2 separate regions of the Sus scrofa genome follow, and region 1 is linked to region 2. Evidence: chromatin contacts called from public Hi-C data. All regions are on one chromosome and are shown on one strand. The core of a region is the stretch at or near the end of the contact, and the rest is flanking DNA. Distances in the headings are between cores, read along the strand shown. Region 1 holds the start of SYNCRIP (heterogeneous nuclear ribonucleoprotein Q). Region 2 holds the start of NT5E (5'-nucleotidase).

The links. A called contact is a pair of places that touch in the nucleus more often than the background predicts.
Region 1: a Hi-C map of skeletal muscle shows a contact between it and region 2, with 8 times the contacts expected there. The contact joins the promoter of SYNCRIP here to the promoter of NT5E in region 2. A contact is called at or near these places in 2 of 47 Hi-C or Micro-C datasets (liver and skeletal muscle) and 1 of 2 datasets of contacts at active chromatin or transcription factors (skeletal muscle).

Annotation. Positions count from the first base shown.
Region 1 is chr1:54,596,410-54,599,758 of Sscrofa11.1, forward strand. SYNCRIP (heterogeneous nuclear ribonucleoprotein Q) reads right to left here and starts at 1,997. Exons shown (of 12, transcript XM_021089679.1): 1 at 1,913-1,997.
Region 2 is chr1:54,399,372-54,402,636 of Sscrofa11.1, forward strand. NT5E (5'-nucleotidase) reads left to right here and starts at 1,415. Exons shown (of 9, transcript XM_001927095.4): 1 at 1,415-1,883. The coding sequence starts at 1,545. LOC102157437 (a long non-coding RNA gene) reads right to left here and starts at 1,628. Exons shown (of 9, transcript XR_002343406.1): 1 at 1,513-1,628.

The sequences.
Region 1 (3,349 bases), core at 747-3,246, 200 kb after region 2:
CCTCTCAAAGGTAAACCCCCAAAGTGCGCGCTTTTCCCGCCTGCCGCTTAAAGATCAGTAACAACAGCCAGCGAAGAACAAAGCGCTCACACAAGCCACCTTCCCACCTCCCAGTTTCTCCACCCTTCACCCCCGCACCCCAAAGCCCGCCCCCGACTCCGCACCCCGTGCGGCAGCCTCACCGCTGCGGCCACCGGGAGCCCATTAGAAACACGTGCTCTGCGCCTTCAGATGTCCTACAACTTCCTTCAACGGAAACCCACCGAGTCCCAGGCCAAGACGACCGTCTCCGGCTCCCAACATCAACCCAAAGCCGCGGTCGGAGCCCCCAGCAAGCAGCAGCAGCACAAGCTCGCCCCTCGCGGACACCGAGGCCGCGGCGGCGCCAGGCCACGGGCTCTCCCCGCCCCCCAGCGCCGCCGTCTCGGCCGTGACACATGGCTCTCTCTGCCCCGGGCGCCGGCCACCCCGGCCGCCCCGCCGAGATGTGAGCCGTGGCGCGAGCCCCTACCCATCGTGGGTCCTGGCAGTGACTGCGGTGCGGGGGCTGGCGGTGCCACCCCTGAGCCGGAGCCGGCAAGCCTGCGGCGTGAGGGCGTTCCGCGAACTGCCCAACGCCCGCCGGACCCCGAACACCACCCAGGCCCGCCGCGCGGCCACGGGACGGGATCGGCTCCTCTCCGCCCACTCCCGTGCCGCGGCGACGGCCACGACAGCACCAACTCCGCCGCCACTCGCGGTCCGCGCGGGCCACGGGGCCGCCTCCTCCCAGGAGCGCCGCAGACAAAGCCCGAACGGCGGCAGCACATGGAGGGGAGGAGGAAGTGGCGGCGCGGACCGCGGCCTACTCCCAAGCAACCCAGTCAACGTGCTCCTCTCTCCCTTGGAATCCATTTTCCAGAAAAGCCGGTTTCTCCCCGCACCGCCCTCCCCCAGCTCACTCCACAATGTCACGGAGCTCCCCCCCAGACCCGGGTCCCGGCGGTCGTTACCTCCCCGTTGGGCTGCGGCGGAGGAATCCTGTCCGAGGAGATCCGGTTGCGGGCAACGTGTGCTCGCTGCTCCCTGTGTCCGGCGCGAGTGGAGCTGTTGTAAAATGGCGGCCGAAGCTCACGCCGCTGGCAGCAAACCCGATCCAGTTCCACTCGCCTCCGAGCGCGCTCCCGGTGCGCGCGCGCGCCTCCGCGTGACCCCCCCTTCCCTCCCCTCCCCTCCCTCGCGCGTCCGCTTCTCTCACTCACTCCCTCAGCCCCTGCCCTCCTCCAGCTCCTCCTTCTCCTTCTTCCACCACCACAAGCCTCTGTCCGCCTTCTTCTCTAGGCCTTGCTTCTTGCCCTCCCTGCTCTTCTCCCCCACTGCCGTCCGCAGCCGCTCAAGCACGAGTGGCCGCCCTTCCCCTCCACGCTCGCACGCTCGCTTGCTCCCTCCCTCGCTCTCACAACCCCGTTCCCCAGGCCCTGCCGAGTAGGCTCCTCTCTTTCTCTCTCCCGCGCTGACGTGACGACGTAGCCTGCGCTTCAGGATGCGCGCCCTCGGGCTCCGCCCTCACGCCCCACCACCTCCCTCGCTCTTCACCACCCGGGGGGGCGGGGGGGCGCGAGACCCCGCCCTTCCGCTCCGGCGGCGGAGGGGCCGGGAGTGAATGAAAGGCCCGCCCCTTCCCTCCCGACACTCCCCCTCCCGCTCCCCTCCGGGCGGGGCGGGGCGGGCCGGCTCAGCATGTCCCACTCGTTCTCCTTTGTCAGGAGACAGGCATCTCCCCACCCCGCCCCACCCCACCCCCATCGCGGCACCACGCGCACGCCACCCCCATCGAGCTCCCGCTTGCCCCACCCCCCGCCCCGTCCCGGGCCGGCCGGGAACCGGGGCAGGGGGCACGGGATGCGACCGCAGTTCCCCATAGGATACCCACCGGTCCGTGCGCGCCCGGCCCCCACCCCCGGCGCGGCGGCCGCGTAGCCGTTCCAGGCGGTGTCCACGCCGCCGCCGCCCCGCGCTCTCCTAGCTCGGGAAGCTGCAGGCGCACGTGTCCCCCGGGGCGGGGCGAGACAGACAATGGGGCGACGGGGGAGGGGAGCGGCGCGGAGACCCGGGGACCTTTGGTCAACCTGTCCGGCCCGACTCCAGTGCAGGAGTTCCTCTAGGGGAGACTGGGTCTCCCTGGCTGGACAATGGGGACTCCCGGGGCCCTGCGCCCGCGTGGCTCTTCCACGGGAACCTTGGACAGAAGGAGGGGCGCCCAAAGCTCAGACGAGGAAACCCCGGCTGCTTTTGAGGGGGAACAGACTGGCTCTAGTGGAGCGAGGAGCGGCTCCCGCTTTGGGATGATAGGAAAGCCACATTTGGAAGCCAAACCAGGGGTGATGAAGAGTTGTGCAGTACTCCGTTTCGGTCCCTGGCCTTTTGAGCAGTAAAGGGCTTCCTTGTAGCACAGTTTGAGCAACTTGACGCCTCACAAAGCTCAGTGGTTAGGACAAGTGTGAAGAACACATCTGTATTTCTTTTCAAAAATCTTAGCAATTAAATTTTAACTTCAGGGAACTATATCCAATCACTTGTGATGGAACACGATGGAGGATAAAGTGAGAAAAACAATGTATGTATGTATGTATAACTGGGTCATTATAGCAGGAATTGACAGAACATTGGAAATCAACTATACTAAAGTTTAAAAAAAAAAGGAGGAAAAAAATCCTAACTGAAGTGATATTTCTTTTGTAACGGTATACTAGGTACAAGAAAGACAAGACAAAGACGTTTGAATTTCAGACGCGGTATGGATACTAATTTTATAATGCAGCTGTAATAAAAAAAGGAATAGTGTCCTTTTAATTAAAAATCAGGTTTATTTTTAAAGCTCACTGTTTCCCTAAACAGTCTCTATGCTATGACAGAAAATCAGTGGTTCAAGGAAAAGTTAGATGAATACTCTTCAAAGTGCTTAAGCACACAATATGCCAGATTATTTTATAGGTAACTGGATCAAGATATAAAATTTTTGAAATATTTTGACTATCTATCCAATCAATCTATTTAGCAAAGATCTGAGCTTTCCATTATCTGAAATCCCTTACTACTGGAGTTTCGTGGCATAAAAGTGGGTAATCCTATAAATTAAATAATGAAAATAATAGATTTTTGTTGTTGTTGTTGCTATTTCTTGGGCCGCTCCCGCGGCATATGGAGGTTCCCAGGCTAGGGGTTGAATCAGAGCTGTAGCCACCGGCCTACGCCAGAGCCACAGCAACTCGGGATCTCATGGCAACGCCGGATCGTTAACCCACTGAGCAAGGGCAGGGACCGAACCCGCAACCTCATGGTTTCTAGTCGGATTCGTTAACCACTGCGC
Region 2 (3,265 bases), core at 165-2,664:
TCAATCCTCATTGAGGAGGAAGCCCACACCCACACTCCTCTTTTGGGTGTGTATTACTGTTTTGCTTCCCTTTAAAAACTACTTCTCTGTGTGCTCTCCCACATTTTGTACTGTGTCTAAAATAACAAACTTTATACTTGTTTGCAGTCTTTGCCTCCTTGAAACATTCTTGCTTTCAACAGGGGGCAAGAATCAGGGCAATTCTAACCTCTAGCTGGTCTAATGGCTAGGATTCCTGGATTTCACCCAGGCTGCCCAGATTCAATTCCTGAGCAGAGATCTTGCTTCAAGCCATCATTCACTGCTGTCTCTCTGAGTCAGCTGCACAACAATGTGAATGTACTTGATGCCACTCAACTGTACACTTAAAATAGTTAAAATGATAAATTATATCATGTATATTTAGCCCCCCCCAAGCTTTAAAAAAAATAAAACAGGACTCGCCTGATGCATTTTGGAAAAGTGTAAAGACTACATACTCTGTTCTGTAAAACATAAACAAGGAGACTCCTAGTAGGAGCTCCAAACTAATTCCCATCTCCTTCCCTTCTCAATTAGATTAACAACTGCACTTAGGAATCAATCCGTTAAACAGAGGCAAATTCTGCAGCAAGATTAAATTCGGCTATAATTATGGTTTATTGCATGCATCCCTACTGTTATTGCCTTCCTTGCCAAAAGCTGTGCGTTTAATACACACACACACACACACACCATTCTTAAAATATTAAAACCTCAAAAATAAGAGAAAAAAATGCCCAGAAAAGCAACAGAAGGCACCCGCACTGGTTTCACTTCGCACTGTCCATTTTAGCTATCCACGCACTGCTGCTGTTTTATCGCTATGGTTATATTCATCCATAAATGTGGGACTGGATTCGAATGACTTGCAGCTTCTGAGATTCTACATCTAAACAACGCGGACTTGGTGTGTTCTTAAACTGGAAAGCGAACAGTCTCATCTGGCGGTCCGTCTTTGGCTCCGCAAAGCACAGAGCTCACCTCTCCCTCGTTTCGCTACTCTCCCCTTCTACCTCCTCGTTCTTCCCTCTTTCGTTCTTTCAAGTGATGAGCTCGCGCCACCACCAGCCCACACAAGCAGCGCATCCCCCCTCAGAAAAATTCTTAAGAGGCGAGGGTCAGCAAAGACCTGGAAGCGGGGTGGACCCTCCAATTCCTCCCTCGCACCCCGGGAAGAGCAGCCCACCCTCAGTGGAACCCCGGCTCCCGGGTCGGGCCGGGACTGTGGCCCGTGTCCGCCCCCGCCGGGAACAACCTCCCCACTGTTCCCGCCCCGAGTGAGTGCCAGCCGCGAGCCGCGCCCGGGCTGCCCCGCGGCCAGGGTCGGATCGGGTGACCGCGCGGGCGTGCGCCTGGCCTTGGGGCCTGCCTCCGGGAGGCAGGAGAGCCCGCCCCGGCCCCGCCCCGCCCGCCAGCCCGCCAGCCGGCCGGGGCGCCTAACTCCCGCGCCCGCCGCGCTCGCCGCCACCCGCCCGGCTCTCCCGCACTCACCCACGTTCGCGTCCTCTCCACCAGCCGCAGCCATGTGCCCCCGAGCCGCACGCGCCCCGGCCCTGCGGCTCCTGGCGCTGGGCGCTCTGCTGTGGCCCGCTGCCGGCGCCTGGGAGCTCACCATCCTGCACACCAACGACGTGCACAGCCGCCTGGAGCAGACGAGCGCCGATTCGAGCAAGTGCGTCAACGCTAGCCTCTGCGTGGGCGGCGTGGCGCGACTTTCTACCAAGGTGCGCCAGATCCGCCGGGCGGAACCCCACGTGCTGCTGCTCGACGCCGGCGACCAGTACCAGGGCACCATCTGGTTCACCGTGTATAAGGGCGCCGAGGTGGCGCACTTCATGAACGCCTTGGGTTACGATGCCATGGTAAGACGCCGAGCCCGGGAGGCTCCAGAGTCCCCGGGGAGGAGCCCTGGACGGGGAGGGAGGCCTCCGGGGCACAGGTGGCGAGCCTGGGCCCGAGACGCAGAGCGATGTGGGTAGAAAGCGAGACTCCGGTCAGCGTGCCAGGTGGACAGGGATATAGAAGTCCCCTGGATGATACGTCCTAAGTGGATTGATGTCGTGGGACCCCCACCATGAGATGGGGCACTTCGAGGAGCCGGACCCTTCATAAGGAGCCTGCTTATGAAGGGTTTCAGCCGGGGTGCATGGTACCCCAGTTTTCCAAAGCCTAGGACCAAGATAGACCCATCACAAACCTCTCATTTACTGCTTGGTCTTTCGAAGAATGCTTTAACGAGATTTAATTAGAAGGGAAACAACTCAGGGTCAAAAAGGTTGAGTACATTATTTAGGTCACCAGCTCCAGGAGGGGGAGACAGGATAAGAATGAACTCCAGATCCCTTTGACCTCGGAGCTTAAGCATAGTTAAGCTCGCAGCCTTGGGGAGAATCCCAGCTGGGCGCCTTCTGTGTGCTATGGACTTTCTCTGGCCTCAGTTCCTGCCTCTATAAAACAGGAATAATAATATCTATTTCTGAGGCTTGCCTGGCACATTGTATGACCTCTTTAAATGTTAGTTCTCACTATTACTGACACTACTGTATAGATTTACAAACAGAAAGAAAGCAACTTCCAGAGAGGACCAAAATGCTGAAAACACTGGAAAGCACTTCAATAAAACCAGTTTCCAGGGTTTTTTTTTAGAGAGTCTAACTTAAGAGAGGAGAGGCTCTTAAAACATGTGCCAAAGTTTAAGTCCATGTTCCCCAGTGCTCTGTTAAAGGCGATGCCTTATTTGTTGGACTAAATTCTAGAAAAGGAGCAGAGAGGAGTTACACAGGAATAAATAAGTATGATCTCTTAAATCAAGCCACCACCCAAGTTCAACCCTGTATAAAATCCTAGAGTAAAAAAAATTTGTGGAGAAACTTGGGCAAGAACTCCTAGGAGCTTTAGAAGAGGAAGAACAGAGGAAGGGTCCAGGGAAATCTGTGAATTCCAAGCTGGGACACAGAGGGCACACTTTGTATCAGAAAAGCGCAGAGGTTAGCAAAGCACAGTCCTGTAATTTTTCCCCTGGAAACTTGGAGAGAAGAGGACAGAAAAAGATGATAAGAGGGTAGAGTTGTTTAGTGGAGGTACTTTTCCAAGAATGCTCATTGTAGAGAGATGAGGTGGGCAGAGAGCGCCTCTCCGTTCTGATTGTTGGTGTCAAGGTCATCAGGGATGCTCAAAGCAGCAGCAGTTCAAAGGGACCCCTGAACCCCAGGAGTTTATCTGGGGACCTCATCAGCATCTGGAT